Regions from separate parts of the Mus musculus genome. Here regions 2, 3, 4, 5 and 6 are each linked to region 1. The links are chromatin contacts, called in public capture Hi-C and promoter capture Hi-C maps. All regions are on one chromosome and are shown on one strand. Each heading gives the region's core, a stretch centred on a gene start, on an enhancer-like site or on the middle of the called end of the contact. The rest is flanking DNA. Distances are from core to core; before and after follow the strand shown. Region 1 holds the start of Ormdl1 (ORM1-like 1 (S. cerevisiae)). Region 2 overlaps Inpp1 (inositol polyphosphate-1-phosphatase). Region 3 holds the start of Stk17b (serine/threonine kinase 17b (apoptosis-inducing)). Region 4 holds the start of Inpp1 (inositol polyphosphate-1-phosphatase). Region 5 holds the start of 1700019D03Rik (RIKEN cDNA 1700019D03 gene). Region 6 has its middle 34 kb from the start of 1700019D03Rik.

Region 1 (2,978 bases), core at 136-2,635:
CCTATACCATGTTTCTAGTGTATCCCCTCTCCTGCTCTCTCCACTCCCCTTCCCGTGGCAGTCTAGCCCATTTTGTATTTTCAGGTCATCTTTTTGTTTTCTTTTATGAGCTTTCCGCATACTACTTTTATTTCTCTGTGGAGCTAGTTTTGTCAAATATAATAATCACCAATAAAATAGTATTTTAAAAAGATGTGTGTGTGTGGGGGTGGGGGGACAGAACTGGCTCAACCAGTCTGAGTGGCAAGATGCTAACATGTAATGGAACATTTTAGCCATAGTCAGAGGTCAAAAGCATTTTGCTTTGATCTCCCTCTCTCTTGAAACAAGGTTTCACTGTATAGGTTGGTCAGGCTGTCCTCATTTTCACAGGTATCCTCCTGTAGAGTAGAGGGATTACAAGTGTATAAGCCACTAATGCCTGGCTGTGTGCCCCCATTTGAATAGTGAACCTAGAAATAACAAGCTGTTGATGTAAAATGAAAAATTTATAGGGTTAGGGGTTCAAATTTGTACCACAACTAGGTTAAAGTCATGAATCTTTCTCAATATTTCTTTAGCCAAACTCTCTACTTATTTATTTATTTACCTCCGCGCGCCCCCACCCACCCGCTTACTCCTTTTATGTTCAGGAAGAAACACTAAGTATTAGTATTTCTAGTATTAGTACTCAATTGTCGTGAGCATACAGTTTTGGGGGGGCCTAAGAGTTTACTTTGTTACAATCAAACTGAAATGGGTGTTGTCTGAGAGAAGGAAATGCGCTAGAATACATTTCAGCTTCTATTCAAAGATACCTAAAATCCTTTCTATTGCAGTGTTTGAAGAAAGGAATTTCACCCGGCTACGCAAGTGTTTCTGGAGTGTAATGTTCTTTCGGCTTCTCAAGATGTATGGAACAGGCAGTGATGAAAGTTACACTAAGGGAGAGTCTCGCGTAAATTTTGCTTCTATAATAACCAAGTACCTATAATGCACTTTTAAAGCTTAATAGTTCGAACATCCCACACAACGTAAAAAATTAAAAACCCAAACCCGCTGGAAAGAGCCTCACATTGCCACCTATGCTAGATTAGAAACCCTTTCTCAGCAGGTTGTGCCGCAAAGGCTTCGCTACCCGGCCCTCCCCGCCCGCGCACACCCACCGCCCCAGTCGCGGCTGCACTTCCGCGGCGCGCCGACCACCTGCGGACACCTAGGGTGCACAGCGCGAGCCCCGGAGGCAGCAGGAACCTGCTCTGCCGCAGGCCTTCTGGGCCGTGCCGCAGCTCTAGGAAGCCTTCGAGCTTACCGGCCGCCAGCTCCTGGCTGGTCACAGGACAATTCCCGCGGCAGCCACAGTAGGTCCTCTGGCTAGAGCTACTGGTGCGCCCCACCGCTTCCGGAAGGCTGCCAAGCTGCTCTAGCGAGCAGCCGATTGGCTGCCAGCCGCGCCAATCCCACTTCCTGCTGTGGGCGGGCCTTAGAGGAGCGCGAGCGCGGGTCCTGCTGAGCGCAGCCGTGCTTCGGTCCGAAGGACGTCCAGCGAAGTAGGCCGTGCAACTCAGGGTTTGCTGAGTGCTTGCCGCTGTGGGTGGTGAATGCGCGCTAGAAGGTAGTGTCACCGCGAACGAGCGTGCCCGGTGATGCTCGGGGAGGCTGAAGGCGCCTCCCGGGGCTAGGTGCGGATTTGCGGGGCTCGCGCGCACGCGTTTCAAGCCTCTGGGCTGGCTCGGCAGTAGTTGGAGCTCAGACCCTTGGGGTTCAAGGTGGGAAAGTTTTGTCTTGCTAGAGAGTGTAGCGGCTTGTAGCACTGTGCGTTGTCTCACACAAAAAGGTATTAATTTGTGGTTATTCCCAATGAAGACAGTGTACATCCTGAAGAGATGTGAATACCAGAAGTTCATCTCTATGAGGAAGGGGAGGAAAAAAAGATTTGATTAATCCATTCTCTTTCTAAATCATCTTTGAAAGTACTTTTTTTTTTTTAACCTTGGTGATTTGTATTTATAAAACTTTGTGAGTTTTATTTCAGAAATAACTCTGAAAAACATTTTAAAGTTGACAGAATGCTTGCGTGCGTGTGTGTGTGTGTGTGTGTGTGTGTGTGTGTGTAGGTATCTTTTATTTGTGTTGGTTCTGTGTGATGGTTGGGTTGGATTTATTCTGTTGTAAAATTTGCTGTTTTCTCCCTAAAATCCAAGCTCTCTAATCTTTTTGCTTTTGTAGATCAGTTTCTCTTTCTGATCACAGCATACTTCCAGGACTGTTGATTGGCTTCAGTAAACATGACTTCTTTTCTAACACTAGGACTGTTCCAACAGTAGGATTGTCCTCACTAGGTATGAATTCTTTTCCCACACTCCATGTGTTGTGTGCTGGAACATCAACCCTCTGGCTTTTCAGAGGAGGTCTTTAAGTGCACACCCCTTAATAATATGCCACATTCCTGAATATGTTTTCAATATACATTCACTGCCCTCAAAGCAATATGAGCCAGAGAGGAAGGGACAGATAAATAAAATAGCCATTTATGAGTTTGAATTAAAAAAACGAAGGGATGCCTAATCTCTTGGGAGATTGGAATATGGAAAAAGAGTTTTGGGAACTGACACAAGACATCCCAGAAAAATGTCATGTGGCCCAGGAAATCCTACCACATCTAGGTAAAGAGAGCCACATTGTAGTGTGACCAGATTAGTACTGTGTGTACATTTGGAAAATGGGATGAAATTAGAGAGATAGGGTAGTAGGGAATTTGGACTTAACATACTTAGCAGTTGAAAAATCTTAAAAATTTAAAGTAGGATAGCAAAGATACTTTAATTATAGAAACAACTTACAAATATTTAAATCCATATATCAATTTGGTAGTTATTGGAGTCGTTCAGAGGAGAAATACTAAGGGGCTGACCAGAAGTGGTATTAGGAAGAATGCTCTAAGAAACTCAGGAAGGAGCAGGTGCCATGTATATGGTGGGAATTCTTACAGTATTGTT
Region 2 (2,978 bases), core at 136-2,635, 500 kb after region 1:
GATTAGGGAAAGACTTAAGGTTACTGACTGAGGAAAGAGGGCCCTGGGTGGGATTTGGTACAGTTATGACAGCAGCTCCCTGGAAGCCTGTGTGTTTCCAGTGTCAGGGAGTTAGCACCTGTCTACTACTGCCTTCCAGAGACGACCACTGGCAGTAAAGCAACTGCAGTTGTGACAAGGGACATCTCTCCGTGTTGGTCATCTTTCCTTTATTTCTGTTGAGGAACATATTTCCTCAGGAAGAAAAAAAAATTGTTTTTTGAACAGACTTAAGACAAGCAGGCTCTAACAGTTTGCCACACCCCCACATCAGTGTTTTCACAGCTGAGTGGTTCCCAGCCTCAAGCTTCTTTTCATAGAGGAAACTGTTGTGATAATAAAGAAACCTGATGTGGGGTGTGTGGGGGCAGTTCTGAGCCCCATGTTTTAGTCTTGTGTAACCTTTTTTAGAAGTTGCTCAACCCTCTAAGCTTCCGTTTCCAAACTGTATGTCACACAGGGCAGGGTAATCTCACGACAGAGGAAGCAGAACGACTCAGGCTTTGAACAGGAAGAGGACCACAGAAGCATTTTGAGGCAGCACCAGTAGATAGGAGCCAGGTGTGGTGCACACACCTTTAGCCCTAGCATTTGGGAGGCAGACGCAGACGAATCTTTTGAGTTCCAGGCTACCCTGGTCTACAGAATGAGTTCCAGGACAGCCAGGTCTAGAAAGAAAGAAAGAAAGAGAGAGAGAGAGAGAGAGGGAGAGAGAGAGAGAGAGAAGAAATAAAGAATAGAAATAATGATGTAGGCATACTACATGGTTCTTAGAAGACAGAACTTCTCAAGTCCAACAAGGTGTAAGTCCCCTTGCTTTGGTGTGTAGGCTGCTACTTGGTGGCAGATGGAATATGTCCCTGGAATGTTTGAGTGGAGTTGGCTGTGAGCTGCTTTATAGTGCTTGCCCAAGACCGGCCTCAGAGTCTGGAAGACACAATGCCTGCTGCTCATCCACTTAGCACATGGATCTGGCAGCATGATTGTCATCCCTCACCATTCTCACAGAGAAGAGAATTACGTCAATGTAATTGAGATAAAGCTGTGTCATGATTAAGGACCTTGTAGCAATCTGCCTTTCCTCGGACGTCGTGACACTCTGTCTTGCTATGGCCCTGTAACATAAATTCTAATTCAAGGCTTTTTCTTTTTCTTTCACTGAACATTCAGTTTCTTTAAGAGTGTAATTGGTTTACAAGACTTTTGAGAAATACGTTTGTTTCAATCTTTAGATTGTAACTGCAGTCTTGCACGCTGAAAATGTGCGGTGACTCACTAGCAGGTCAGCTTCCCTGACAGGTTGCTGCCAGCTATGTGTTAGTGGGAGAGACGCCCTGACATCATCCCTGAACTGCTTTCTCTTTCATATTCTTGTGTTCTTGCAGCTGTGAGCCAGAGGGTGGGTGAGGCTGAGAAAGAAGCAGGCTTTAGAAATGTCAGACATCCTCCTGGAGCTGCTCTGTGTCTCCGAGAAGGCTGCTAACATCGCCAGGGCGTGCAGGCAGCAGGAGACCCTCTTCCAGCTGCTCATTGAGGAGAAGAAAGGTGCAGAGAAGAACAAGAAGTTTGCTGCAGATTTCAAGACCCTGGCGGATGTGCTGGTGCAGGAAGTTATAAAACAGAACATGGAAAACAAGGTAAGAGGTCAGGCCACGGTGGCTGCAGGACACCTGCCTCCGTGCTTCCTCTGGTTCCCTCAGAATAAACAGCAGGCCTTTTACTGACTCTTATGTTCTCTTAGGTCCAAACAAACACCTTGCAGCCTTGCCTTATTTTTATTACAGTATTAAAATGGTCTTTGCAGGAAATCATTGAAGTATAGAAAAGCAAACAGGATGAGAGTGCTCAGATTCCTAACCTGAGTATATGGTATTGACCCTCTTACTTATTGATGGGTTTCTTGTTAATAAATAATATATGCTCTCTGCACCAGAGCACACTGAGCTACATGCTCCCGAGGGCCACTGACGCTTCCTTCTGTGTGTCCACGCTCTGACCCACTTATTTCAGAGCAGTGTTTGGCTTCTCAGCTAAACCATTTATCTAATGTTTTGCTTTGGTTATGGGCTTGGAATTAGGCGAACTCTCCCTTTATTCTACTATAAAAATATGGTCATGACAAACACTGATTGTGATTCTATGTGTGGAAATGGCTAGAAAAAGCCAGGCTTCTTGAGTCGTAGCAGTAACACCAGCAAGCAGTGCTCACTGAGGCTGCATGGACTTGACTTTGTTACCCCTATAAGAATTCTGTAAGGTTAGAGCCATTGTTCTACTGGGATGAAGCTGTCACAGAGAGCTGGAGTAAGTTGCCTGAATTGACGCTGCCCAGCATGACAGCTTGAGTTCTTCAACATAGGAAATGGTTTCTAAGTCTGTGTCACTGGGCATTCTGTCGTCTTTTATATAACTCGCCCCACCTTCTTTTTTTTTTTTTTAAATTTGGGAGGATGGAACTTTATGATAGAAAATAATATAAAACACTTCAATATCTTTATTGAACTTTTTAAACCTGAGGACTACTGTAGAATTCAGTAAAATCTTGACCACCAGTGTGAGAAGAGAATACATGAATTATACAAAATCTCCATAGACTATATATTTTTTCATGCCCTTTACTACCTGGCTTTGGTGAGCTAAATGAAGGAAGCTTGTTTTCTGTTGTTACCAGTGGAGACCCTTGGATACAAAGGCGGGTTGGGCAACTGGACTGGATATATGTCAACATTTTATGGGTTGATATGTGCCTCTAAACAATAGAACAAGCCCAGGCAATTGTTCATGAAGTAATGCCAGAATTTATTAAACAAATACTTTCCATTTGAGCTGCTTTAGATACTTCTATTTCAGGCCCCCTCTGTCTGCATTCCTCTGAATAGCTCTGTAAGCAGGTGTGGGGGCTGGGGAACTGACAGATTGCCAGCTCTTGTAGGCCTGTT
Region 3 (2,978 bases), core at 154-2,653, 490 kb before region 1:
ACAAACATCTAAACACCAAAAACGATCACAAGGAACTCCAAGAGGGCACTGGCTAAGCCTTGGTACTGACACTTTTGGATGCAGCTGCTGTTTCCTGGAAGAAAGTATGGGAACAATCTCATTGGTTTGTGGACACCTTAACATTTATGCTTCCCTGGCTAAAAAGATGCAACATTATCCATTTGACAACACTTAAAGAATCAATACATTATACTGAGGCCTGTCTAAATAACAACACAGACCTCATGAAATGGTTTTGATAACTTTAAATGCATGTGTCCTGGGACATACACTGCTTGGAAGGGCAAGCAGATGGCTTGAAGAAATCTTGGTTAAATGTGACAGGGGAAGAACATAAAATGGTTGCTAAGATGTTCTAAAAGCAAGAGAGTTCCACTCACAGAATTTTTCCCAATAGTTTTTTATACCTACTAAAAAAGTACCCTTCAGCAGTTCTAGATTCTATGTGTAGATGCTACATATAAACGTATAAGTAACCTAGGATCTTATATGTATGTAAACCTACTGTATCTAGCACGAAACTTTCAGTTTTTAAACAGTCTTCAATAGTTAACAGATCTGGGGGCCTGGGGGTGGAACTTAGAAGTGGAACCCTTGCTAAGCATGTGAAAGGCCCTGTGTTCTAACACTGCTAAGAAAGAAAGAGAGAGAGAGAGAGAGAGAGAGAGAGAGGGAGGGAGGGAGGGAGGGAGGGAGGGAGGGAGGAAGAAAGAAAGAAAGAAAGAAAGAAAGAAAGAAAGAAAGAAAGAAAGAAAGAAAGAAAGAAAGAAAGAAAGAAAGAAAGAAAGAAAGTAGCAATGGGCATTGAGCAGGTACAAGTTTTCCTCATTTCCCCTACCACAGTAAACCAGCAATTAGTTCATCTTCAGATTCTCCTACAGTGTCTTGAGCTAGTTAGTGTCTTAAGACATCCAGCTGTAGAGACTAGGATCCTGGAGTCCTATTTATGGCTTCAAGAACCCATAGCAAGCTGGAATCTCTATTTGTAGGGTAGGTTCAGGAGGTAAGGAAGAGGACAAGGAAGATTTGAAACACAGAACTTTAATCATCACAAGTCAAAGAGCCCGGACATCGGCTTCTTTCATCTCTTGTGTCCCGATACTTACACATCCCGGAACTACTCTGAAGGTGGAAAAAGTGGGAAAAGAGGCGCGGACCCCCCCCCCCCCCCAACCCGGCCTGCACACTGTCCAGTTCTAGGCTACATCCAGCAACCAAGTCTTCAGGCGCTCGGCGCTCCGCCCACTCCCCGCCCCCCTCCTGAGGCCCGGCCTCACAGCACGCGCTGCCGGCCGCCGCCCCGCCCCGCCCCCACGTGACAACCCCACCCTCCGTAATCGCTCCGATTGGCTCTTGGGCAGCAGAGGGCGGAGTCTGTGTCGAAGTACAGTGTCCCAGACGCGGCTGCACTTTTCAAACCTCAACTGTAAGAAGCGTCGGTCAGCGTCTGTGCGGTCGCCGCCGGGAGTCGCCTCACAGGGGCCTGGCTGACGGCGACCAGCCGTTGTGGGGAAGAGTGCGAGGTGAGCCCGTGTAGCCGTGGCCCGGTCGGAGGGAGGGCAGAACCCGCGACGGCGCGGAGCTGCGGCGGAGCGGTCGGTGTGGGGGCGCGGGGACCCTGCGGCGAGCCCGAAGGCCAGAGCCGGCGTCCCTGAGCGCGGCCATGCCCGATAGCCTCCGCGGCGTCTCGACGTGGTCCTCCGGGTGGCTCCGGGGCTCGCGTGCTGTGGGCGCGGGACGCCTTCACGTCGGGGCGGGTGGACGCGTCCGGCCAGCAGCCTGGGAGAAACTTTGCGGTCATCGCGTGGGCCGCTGTCAGTCCCGGCGTGGGGAGCCACAGCTGTTTCCGTGACTTTTTGGCTTTAAAGCAGTGGGAATTCTTCTGTACTTGTGACCCATCCTCAGACTAGACAGCCACATCATGGCCACGGTCTGGATCTTTATCCCGACTCGGCCTTACCGTGGGAAAAGCGCTTAATTTGGCTTCACTCTCGGGATATAGATGAGTGGAGACAAAGTTGAAAGAAACTTCACGGCCGGCCGGCTGGTGGCTAGTGGCCGTGGCTGTGCTGGGACTAGAGAAGCGCTGGCTTCAGCTTGCAAGTTGGAATTAAGAAATACTTCTGAAAGCCTAGGAATTTCAACCATAATCATTAGCTTGCAGTGTGACATTCACTGAGGGTTTGGCTGACGTCATGTTTACATACATGGTACCGATAACACCGAACCTCGCCGGCAGGTTTGATACCGTGTGGACTTTTTAAGTGTTCAAGACTGGGAGAGAGGCTGTGCCTTGAGCAGCAAGGTCTGCAGAGGTAACGAGGCAAGTGGAGGCATATGTAACATGGAATTTAGAACTCCAGGAGCACAGTTTTATTATGGAGAGATATAAACTCCTTTCTCATTGGTACAGTCTTCACAGTGAGATGCCCAGAAATGGTTTTCAACAACTTCATAAAAATTGAATCACAGTGCCTTAAAATTGTGTATATTAAAAAACACTAGTCCATGGAAATCGTGACCAAATTTTAGACCTGTCTTTTCACCTAATCTTTTTGATATTAATTTAATTTTTTGGTAGTTTTAATATTTCAAGTAATTGGTTTTTTTGAGATACACATACATTTTAGATAATTTTCTGGAATGAAGGTTTACTATTAAAGTAAATTTACTTACATGACAGTATGCTTAAGTTAGAGAAGTAATATTTCTGTGATTTCAAAATTTTTTGTATGTGGATAGATTGGTAATAGTTTTTCTTGGATTTTTTTTTTTTTTTTTTTTTAAAGTAAGAATTTAGTTTCAGGAGATGGCTCTGCTGGGAAAGGTTCTTGACACCAACTCAAATGTCCTTATCCCCAGGGCCTACATGGTAGAAAGAGAAAACCTACACTTACAGCTTGTCCTCTGACCTCTAAACTTGCATGTAATAAAATATTAAGAAAAAAATTACATTT
Region 4 (2,978 bases), core at 277-2,776, 480 kb after region 1:
CAGTTATGAGGTAAGACTTACCAGTTATCCAGCTCTTATAGCTGTGTGTTAGAGCTGCAAGAGACTGCTGCAATAGCAATGGCAGCCATAAACATGGAATTCTAAAAGTTTGTGGATTGACATCTAGATCCGGTTTGGTAAAAGGGTCACTAAGTGTGAGTGGCAAAGTTGACAGTGAGGAGGAGGAAATGTGCCTTGATCACCAGCAGTTTGCTCCAAGTGTTAATAGAGATCAGAGCAAGCAAGTGATCCAGTGAGATACGTATTGTAGGGTGGTCTCTGCACCTGCAGAGAAATGGGCTAGAGTCATAGCTCCTACTCTAGCCCCTCCCCAGTTCTGCTCCTAGATACAAATCTACTCCCATTTCCTTATGGTAAATGTCACATTTATATTATTCCTTGATTTTGCTGTCATGGATATGATTTCATAATTAATATCAGCTGTAACACCAAGAATGGACTTAAGAGAATGGAACTAAAGGACAATATGAGGATCTAGGCATGGTAGCACCCATCTGTACTCCCAGCACCCAGAAGGCAGAAGCAGGAGGATAGCGAATTTGAGGCCAGCAAGGGTTATAAAGTGAGACTCTTACCAAAAACAAAACAAAACAAAGTAAAAGTGAGAAAGAAGGCTGAATCCACTGAACCTGTGAGTGAATGGAAGGCGGATGGGGAATGGAAGTGGGTGAGGTGCCATCGCAGTACTGCGCATAAATAAATGGGAGCTTGGGGAGAGGTTGATGAGAAAGCCTGCAGGCTAGAATTGTTGAAGTGCTTCCCAGTTCCAGCCACAGAATAAATCACAGGGAAGCCGGATAAATCTTACCAGGACAGAAGGGCCCAGAGCACTCACAGAGACTCTGAGCCCCTTCTATCCCAAAGTTGAATGTTGCCCTTTTTAAAATTCTTACCCTTGCTGCCCTTTGTCCATCACCACCCATTTCTATTTCCACCTACCACTCCCAACTATATCTTTAAGTCACACTGAGCATTAGTTTAAAAGGGTTGCAGCAAGAGATGAGTTTCCCACCCAACATGTGCTTCTTGCCTGGCTGGGCCTTGACCCACAACTAATAAGGTCCAGAAGACACTGCTTTGACTAAACAAACATGTAGGAACCTAGACGCTTCTATTAGAACAGGGGGACTCATTCTAGCAGGAAGTCCAACTTCACAGCTTCAAACCATCTGTCAAACCCATAACACCAAGGGTTCAAATGAATGGAGGAGGAATATTCTCAAAGACTTTTTGGGTGCTTCTGAAGAAACAATGCACACCAAGAACTGTGGTTGAGGCAACCCTGACCTTTCTGGCCCTCTCAAGCAAATTGACAAAGCTTCACTTGTGACGTCGCGGAGGCCAGACTCAGGCTGGCTGGCGTGGGATGCCCTCGCCCGCCCCAGAAGCAAGAGGCCACCCGCCCCGGGGGAAAGAGGCGGGGCCGGGACCTGGCAGAAACTGGGCTGCACTGCTGGAGCCAAGAGAGGCAGGGCGCCTCCCCGCCTTCGCTGCGGTGACCTCCGGTGTTTTCCTGGCGGCTTGCCCTCCGGCTGTGCCCGCCACAGGAGGATTGCGCCAGGTCCCAGCGCGACCACCTCCAGGCGTTGGCACTCCCTTCCTCCTCTCTCGCCCCTCCTCCGCCTCTTCCGTTTCTCTGGGAAAGGCTGTATCCTCCTTGGGGCTCTGCATCCTCGCTTAGGTAATCCGCTTTCCTGCTTTCGCCACCCCTCCCCGGTGTCCAGCGTCTCCACCTCCGCGCATTTGGGTCCCCGCGAGCCTCGCGCGCTCCATCGCCTCTGCAGAGGGCAGGTGAGTCGGTCTCCGGCCGAAGGCTACTGGCCTCGGCGCCTGGGCCTGCGAGGTACCGGGTCGCTGCATCGAGGCCTCTCCGGCCTGCCCGTGCCCACCCACACAGAGCCCGAACCCCGAACCGAGAGGCTAAGCTCGCGGATCACGCCGCCCCCTTAGCTCTGCAGAAGCCACCGAAAGAAATCCAATCGCCCGCAGAGTAGCTTCTTCTGCTCGGTTCTTTCCATTCCTACCACTAGCCTCTAGGTTGAATGAGGTGATCTGAGAATGGTCAGAAGCAGAGGCCCAGGTTCCACGGGTAGGTGGCGTAGCTGTCAAGAAGTAGGGGAGCAGTTTGCCTGAGAGATGCTTCTAACGTGGATCCACGTTGACTGTCTCTAGAGACCCATTGGATGGGTGTAGACTAAACAGTCCGGGGGTATATTTTTTCTACATTTTGAAGTATGGTTTTGTGAGACATGTCTAGGCAGTGGGTGTGGACAGCATAGAAGGGTGTCATCTAAATTATCTAACCTGGCTTTGGTAAAAATCATATGGACTGTCAGACATGAGGTGTGAAAGAAAAATCTAGGGAATACACGTTAACAAGCGCGGTGTGTACTTTGGAGATTTCTGTCCTTAAAACTAGGACCGGAACACGTGGAAGTTTGCCCACTGTGTGAGGGTGTTCGCGTCAAAAGGACTGCGGCTTGAGGCCGTGCGGACAGGACTCTTAATATATATGTATCCCATGCAGAATGAATCTTTCTGTTTTGTTTTGTTTTGCTTTGCTTTTTTGGCTCCTTGCCCTTAATTCCCAGTTTTAATCAGATGGTAAGACTTAGGTCCACCCACCTGGTAACAATCTAAGGAAGAAAACAACCCCAGGGACTACTTTTGGCTGATGGACTAGCAAGATGACCTCAGTCAGGCATCTGAAAGTACAGAATGAAAGGGAAAATACAGGCAACGGGAAAGCCGATTTTAACCCCTGCACGTGCCTGTTTGCTGTTTTCTTAAGAACTTACATTTAAAGGACTTTTATAATACTTTTGCAGTTAATTCTTAGCAATGAAGAAGACTGTGTAAGACACATAAAGTTACACTTCAGTTTTTGAATAGACTAAGAACTCTTCTTTGCAAGTTTTTGAACTAAGCCACCACTTGCACCTTAGACTCTCACTCTG
Region 5 (2,978 bases), core at 133-2,632, 340 kb after region 1:
CCATTAATCACACTAAATGAAAAAATTGATATGTTTGAGGCACAATATTTTCAGGTCAAAGTTACCTTAGCTGATTTGCACAGAACTAAACTAAAATGCTGGATTCACTTAAAGCTGAGCTAGGTCTGGAGGGACTTCTTAGATCCTTTGCTCTCTGAGTTAATTTTTTACTGAAATGGACCTCCAAAAGGCCCTGTTTATGTTAGCCTATAGGCTTCAGGCTTTTCTTTAGGAGTGGGGAGAGAGGAAAGTGCTGAAGTGTGTGTGTGTGTGTGTGTGTGTGTGTGTGTGCCCTTGGGTAGCATCTTCAACTGCTCTGGACCTAATTTACTTGAGTCAGGGTCCTTCATGAAACCTGAAGGTTGCCCCTTTGGCTGTGGGTTCTCAGGAATCCACTCATCTCTGCATCCCCGCCCCCCCCTCCCCCCAATCCTAAGGCTGGGCTCAGCCTAAGCATCTGCATCTGTAAAGCAAGGAACTGAGAGAGTTCTGCTGAGGTCCCTTGGGGCATGAATTTTGCATTGACAATCCATTGTAGGACAGGATGGAATAATGGTTCTTTTGTCATTCTCTTGGGGCGGTTACTGACGATGGGAATCACACAGACAGATGCAGGCATCTCATGGAATGAGGTCTAACTGAATAATGGCTATGTTTTGAGGCGCTTGTTTCCTTAAAGGGTAAGAATATGATCTTTCTTGATGTTTTGTTTTGAGAAACAAGCGTTTCGATATTTGGGTACTCGGGGATAGAAAAGTGCAATACTGGACGCATTTTTAAATTTAGAAGTGCTTGGTGCACTTCCGAGTGCACTGGGGCAAAGTACTTAGGTCTGGTGGTGTCTTAGGGTAGAGCTGCGAGGCGTGGCGTTGGGATCAAAACAGGTTTGACTGCTAAACTGGCACTGGAGCAGCGCAGCCTTCAGGGGAGGGCCCCGGGGCAGGTGACAGGAGATCACCTGCGGGGCTGGCGCCACGCTGCAGCACCGGACGAGCCGCGCCTGCTCCCACGTGGACAGAGATCAGGTGATGTCTCAGTCCAGGTGGCTCTGGGGATGTGGGGCAGGAGAGGGAGATACAAGCTCACTTAGCTTTCATACTTGGTGGTCTGGATCTTGCTGGGGAGGTGGAGCCGTGTGTGAATAGGTTGCCGGGTGGGAGTGCGAGCTGTGGCCCAGCACTTCGGATCCCTTTGGTTGTGCTTGGAACCCAATGCTGTTGGGCAGGGGTAGCCCCTGGCGGTGCCAACACTGAGGGTTGTGCTCCGTAGCCGCGGGTCCCTTGGCTCCACTTTCAGGGAGCGAGCCGCGAACTCGTGAGCAGTTCTGGGAGGAGGGGGGTGGATTAGGAGGGGTGCAGGGGGAGGAGCCGGGACCACTGCCGAAGGACGTCCGCCCTACTCCAGGGGAGACGTTGTCTCTGCTGCCCGGCCATGCCGCACCTTTTCAGGCTTCGGCTCCCTTCCTGAGGCCCCGCCCTGGGGGGCAGCACCCACCCTGGGAGCCCGGGCTGCGGCCAGGGGCATGAGAACAGCCAAGCGCCCGCGCCTCCTCGGCCGAGGCCGCGCAGACTTGCGATGGCGGTGCAGCTGGCCCGCTGCAGTGTAGGGTAAGTGAACATCTGGAAGGTGGGTGTCCTGCTCCGATGCTGTGACCTTTTGACTTTCCAACCCAGGAAAGCCGGAGTTGCAGTAGTTAATTTTATCTAACATTTCACAGCCAGCTGTCCTGGACACAACCTCACATCCTAGGTTCCTTAATTGAGCCTTTAGCTCCATCTTCTGATCTTGTTCCGAGCCCACAAACTAAAGTATTTCATTGCTCATTGCAAGATGCAGGTTCATCCTCCTCCCCACCTGAAGAATGAATGGAGGTTTTCCGGTAAGGACACTACATGCACAAGTCAAGCTGTCAGGCTTGTGCTGAGTGGCACATGATTAGCAGAGTGTCTGTACTCTTGGAAGCTGTGGGAGGCTGAATCCTGAGGGGAAATGATGCAAATGAAAGAGAAATGAAAGAATAGACAGTGGGAGCCCAGCTACCAGAGAAAGCTCCAGACGCAGTCCAGTCGTTTCTCTTCTATTGCTGTTTTGACCCCTCCCCCATCTTTTACTGAAGGTAACAAAACAACATAAACTAGTGGGTAAACTGTCCACCTCTTTTTAAAGATCCGTCACTGCCCGTATATATGAGATGGAGATTTTTGGCAAAATTTCAGGGGGATAATATAGCTAAGCACGAGTCAAGAAAATCCGTTTTTCCTTTGAAAGGGGTTTTATTTCCTGACACAGCTATCTTGTATGTATGGATGGGAAATGGTATTAAGTATAGCAGAAAGGTTCTGGGAAAAATAGTAACTTCATATTTACTCTTTTCTTTCTTTTTTTCTTTTTGCTGTGTAAGAAAAATAACTGTAGGTACATTATGAGATAATAAGGGTACTTTAAACTGTGGTCTGCCCTCAGGCAATTTCAGTATGCTGTCCACACAGCACTGCTGCCAGAAGCCAGGTTCTGATTGGCCACTTCAGTGTGAGGAACTCAGTGTTTGGAGTTATATCCTGCTCCTGTCAGAAAAGCCGTGTTTACACTGAGCTGACTTCTGCTTGTGTCTCCTCAGTCCTGCCCCAGCCAACAACCTTTCAACTTCCAAGATTACATTCAGGATGTCTACTTCTCTTTGAAAAGAAAGTCTAAAACTTTAAATTTGGAGCTCACTCCCTAAAAAAAAGTAAAGAAAAGAAAAAGAAAGAAAGCAGAGAAGACAGTAGAGAAAGGAAAGATGTGTGGTGATAGAGTTTCTGTCTGCTTTAGCTGGCTGCTGTAAGGATGAAACTGTTAACCCACACAGTGCATACAGGTGCTCGGGAGACAGAATGTTTTACTTTTCTTTAATGAGTAACCAAACTCGAGTTAAACACATCAGCTTATCCTGAAACCATCAAGCAAATACTCTGAGCTTGACTAAAAACTCATACGTC
Region 6 (2,978 bases), core at 131-2,630, 310 kb after region 1:
TATATATATATATATGATGTATATAAGTATATTCTGAAACTATAGAATCTGTGTGTAATCTGTTGTCCTTATCCAAGAAAGGAACTAAGGAGTTAAAATGTGGAGGGTGTCATGAGATGGCTCTGGAGTTCCCCCATGCTGCCTCTGCTGGGATTGGCCATGTGACCTAGAAACCTGTGGGAGTTAGGATATTTCAACTGTACAAATAATGCATAGTTATGATTCTCACATGGCTTTAGAGAGTGCCTCAGTTGTACTACAGTCACTAATACACACATTACCTGTCACAGATACCTAGTTTTTTTATATATTGCTAAATATATAAATATATTTACAGGATACATATATGCACTCACATACTCCATGCACACAGGTTTTGTGATACATGTGCTGCAAAACAAGCCAAATAAGCTAAGACCTCAGTATAAACTCACACAGCAAAGCAAGTGTTCTAATAACATAAGCACTGAAGCTTGGCAAGCCCATCCTAAGACTAGCTGTAGCTTTTCAATATTTCCATCCACATCTTGTGGGCATGCCACTCGGTGGATGCTGGTGTTTATGCATGACATCTCCTAGAGTTGTGCCGAAAAGAGCTGGCATATATGCAGTTCTGTTTCTGAACATGGGCATTCATCTTTTAACCTAAGGACACAAGGATATCTGCATCAGTCATCACAGTGGCAGTCCGGTTTCTCATAATGTTCTGCAGTTGGTATGTGCTACTTATGGAATCAATCTGCATCTATCTTAACTGGCATGGGTTTTGCTTTGGTATAAATCAGTATGTGCATTTGTCTTGTTCTGTAAGAGCTGTAGAGCACTGTTTTACATATCTTGTAATTTAATTAGTCTATTAATTTCAGAGTAACAGTTAACTCTTTGCTCGAGTGTGAGGCTGTATAGTGAAAAGCTATAGTTTCCCTTCTTTTATGCTGAAATTTTTCCATTGGAAATTGAATCCATAAATTATTTTTTATAATTAAAAAATATATAGACAAAATAAAAATGAATTTTAAATATCTTTATACACTGATATAGAAAATGGAAATTATTTTGAGTATCTTTATGACCTGTTTGACTGACACACTCATGTCCAGCCATCAACACGTTTTTAAAAGCCAGTAAATACTTGCTATATGCCAGCAACTAAATTGTCCTCTTTAAATATAAAAGCCCATTTCAGGTTTTTTAGACTTTTTTCTTTAAAACAATCCGTTTTCAATATGAACAACAAAAGGCTGTTCTAAGGTCATGAGAGGAGAGGTGATTCATATATATATATATAGGATATTCTAATTTTAGTACTCGGTAGGGTGCAGCATCTGTCAGAAAAGAGAACAGAGCCATCCTGTGAGCAAGAAACAGAAGCTGACAAGCAAATGAGGAGGCAGGGAGCTGTGTGCTGTGTAATCACCGATATTCTAAAGAGCCTGTGGGCTAACTAGGTCCGGAGAGCATCTCCATAAATAGTCTAGTAGACCAGACTCGCCCCTAGAGGAGACCTTGGAGCTGGAAACACTTGCTCTCTGGGCTTCCTCCTCCTCAGTGCCCTGCCTGCAGACAGTATGGCTTCCCATCTAGCTTGAGAGATGTTCTCTCTGACTGCTAATGTCCTTCCCAGGGCCCTGTTCTACATCCTCGTCCATGTTTGTCTTTTTAGAACCAGCTGGGTTTGGGGGCCTTGGGATATTGGGGGCGAAGCATGAGGCAGTTCCTTGGACCAAATTTTAGACCATCTAAAACCAAGCGAAGTTAAGTGACTTACCCCAAGACACAAAGATTTTACAAACCATTGTGCAGCTTGTAAGATCTTATTTTGTTTCTCACCGTTCCCCTTAACTGTTTTTTTGATTCGATGTTTTCTTTATTTAAATTTCAAATGCTTTCCACTTTTCAGGCAAGTCTTCCCTTTGGAACTCCCCCTTCCCACCCCTTTTCCCCTGCTTCTACAAGAGTGTTCACCCCCACACCCACCCACTCCAGTCCTCCTGCCCTGGCATTCCCCTACACTGGGGCATCGAACACTCTCAAGGCCCAAGGGCCTCTCCTCCCACTGATATCCAACAAGGCCATCCTCTGCCACATATGTGTCCAGTGCCATGGGTTGCTCCACGTGTATTCTTTGGTTGGTGGTCCAGTCTCCGGGAGCTCTAGGGGGTCTGCCCTATTGACACTGTTGCTCCCTCCATGGGGCTGCAAATCCCTGCAGCTCCGTCAGTCCCTTTTCCAACACCTCCATCAGGGACCCCAGAGCTCACTCCAATAGTTGGCTTCAAGCATCCACGTCTGTATTTGTCAGGCTCTGTCAGAACCTCTCAGGGGACAGAAATATCAGACTTCCATCAGCAAGCACTTCCTGGCATTCATAGTAGCGTCCCAGTTTGGTGGATTTATATGGGATGGATTCCCAGGTGGGGCAGTCTCTGGATGGCCTTTCCTTCAGTCTCCACACTTTGTTTCCATATTTCCTCCTGTGAGTATTTTGTTCACCCTTCTAAAAGGCAATGAAGCATCCACATTTTGGTCTTTGTTCTTCTTAGAATCTTTGGTATTCCCAGCTTTTGGGTTAATATCCACTAATCAGTGGATATTACATACCACATGTGTTCTTTTGTGACAGAGTTACTTCACTCAGGTTGATATTTTCAAGTTCTATCCATTTGCTTAAAATTTTTCATGAAGTCATTGTTTTTAATAGCTGAGTAGTAGTACTCCATTGTATAAATGTATCACATTTTCTGTGTCCATTGCTCTGTTGAAGGACATCTGGGTTCTTAACAGCTTCTGGGTATTATAAATATAGCTGTTATAAACATAGTAGAGCATGTGTCCTTATTACATGTTGGAGCATCTTCTGGGTATATGCCCAGGAGTGGTATAGCTAGATCCTCAGAAAATATTATGTCAAGTTTTCTGAGGAACTGCCAGACTGATTTCCAGAGTGGTTGTACCAGTTTGCAATCCCACCAGCACCA

Evidence for each region. Promoter capture Hi-C pulls out the DNA fragments that hold promoters and counts their contacts. Capture Hi-C pulls out chosen DNA fragments and counts their contacts.
Region 2: a promoter capture Hi-C map of pre-B cells shows a contact between it and region 1, with 2.5 times the contacts expected there. The contact joins the enhancer-like site here to the promoter of Ormdl1 in region 1. A contact is called at or near these places in 5 of 39 promoter capture datasets (the C10 cell line, hippocampal neurons, liver and 2 more) and 3 of 115 datasets of contacts at active chromatin or transcription factors (effector CD8 T cells, fibro-adipogenic progenitors and memory CD8 T cells).
Region 3: a contact with region 1 is called in a capture Hi-C map of embryonic stem cells, with 2.6 times the contacts expected there. The contact joins the promoter of Stk17b here to the promoter of Ormdl1 in region 1. A contact is called at or near these places in 2 of 39 promoter capture datasets (erythroid cells and pre-B cells), 3 of 115 datasets of contacts at active chromatin or transcription factors (effector CD8 T cells, large pre-B cells and stem cell-derived neural progenitor cells) and 1 of 9 other capture datasets (embryonic stem cells).
Region 4: a contact with region 1 is called in a promoter capture Hi-C map of the HPC-7 cell line. The contact joins the promoter of Inpp1 here to the promoter of Ormdl1 in region 1. A contact is called at or near these places in 9 of 39 promoter capture datasets (the C10 cell line, the HPC-7 cell line, hippocampal neurons and 3 more), 2 of 115 datasets of contacts at active chromatin or transcription factors (memory CD8 T cells and pancreatic cancer cells) and 1 of 9 other capture datasets (adipose tissue).
Region 5: a promoter capture Hi-C map of adipose tissue shows a contact between it and region 1. The contact joins the promoter of 1700019D03Rik here to the promoter of Ormdl1 in region 1. A contact is called at or near these places in 2 of 39 promoter capture datasets (the HPC-7 cell line and hippocampal neurons), 1 of 484 Hi-C or Micro-C datasets (embryonic stem cells), 2 of 115 datasets of contacts at active chromatin or transcription factors (astrocytes and large pre-B cells) and 3 of 9 other capture datasets (adipose tissue, liver and pancreatic islet).
Region 6: a promoter capture Hi-C map of hippocampal neurons shows a contact between it and region 1, with 5 times the contacts expected there. The contact joins the enhancer-like site here to the promoter of Ormdl1 in region 1. A contact is called at or near these places in 5 of 39 promoter capture datasets (cranial neural crest, hippocampal neurons, maxillary cranial neural crest and 2 more) and 1 of 9 other capture datasets (liver).

The regions. Positions count from the first base shown.
Region 1 is chr1:53,295,502-53,298,479 of GRCm38.p6, reverse strand. Ormdl1 (ORM1-like 1 (S. cerevisiae)) reads right to left here and starts at 1,385. Exons shown (of 4, transcript NM_145517.4): 1 at 1,292-1,385. It overlaps Pms1 (PMS1 homolog 1, mismatch repair system component), which reads left to right and starts at 1,452. Exons shown (of 13, transcript NM_153556.2): 1 at 1,452-1,594.
Region 2 is chr1:52,797,983-52,800,960 of GRCm38.p6, reverse strand. It overlaps Inpp1 (inositol polyphosphate-1-phosphatase), which reads left to right. Exons shown (of 6, transcript NM_008384.2): 2 at 1,425-1,676. The coding sequence starts at 1,473. Among named protein-coding and RNA genes, the nearest start is that of Inpp1, 18 kb to the left of the region's middle. Within about 2 kb of position 1,385, at least 252 of the 459 cell types and tissues checked have an H3K27ac peak or open chromatin away from gene starts, as enhancers often do. A contact at or near this core is called in effector CD8 T cells, fibro-adipogenic progenitors, hippocampal neurons and 4 more, where this site is marked.
Region 3 is chr1:53,783,640-53,786,617 of GRCm38.p6, reverse strand. Stk17b (serine/threonine kinase 17b (apoptosis-inducing)) reads left to right here and starts at 1,403. Exons shown (of 8, transcript NM_133810.3): 1 at 1,403-1,544.
Region 4 is chr1:52,816,236-52,819,213 of GRCm38.p6, reverse strand. It overlaps Inpp1 (inositol polyphosphate-1-phosphatase), which reads left to right and starts at 1,526. Exons shown (of 6, transcript NM_008384.2): 1 at 1,526-1,812.
Region 5 is chr1:52,951,244-52,954,221 of GRCm38.p6, reverse strand. It overlaps 1700019D03Rik (RIKEN cDNA 1700019D03 gene), which reads left to right and starts at 1,382. Exons shown (of 2, transcript NM_144953.3): 1 at 1,382-1,607.
Region 6 is chr1:52,985,308-52,988,285 of GRCm38.p6, reverse strand. It overlaps a transcript of 1700019D03Rik not described here. Among named protein-coding and RNA genes, the nearest start is that of 1700019D03Rik, 34 kb to the right of the region's middle. Within about 2 kb of position 1,380, at least 20 of the 459 cell types and tissues checked have an H3K27ac peak or open chromatin away from gene starts, as enhancers often do. A contact at or near this core is called in hippocampal neurons, where this site is marked.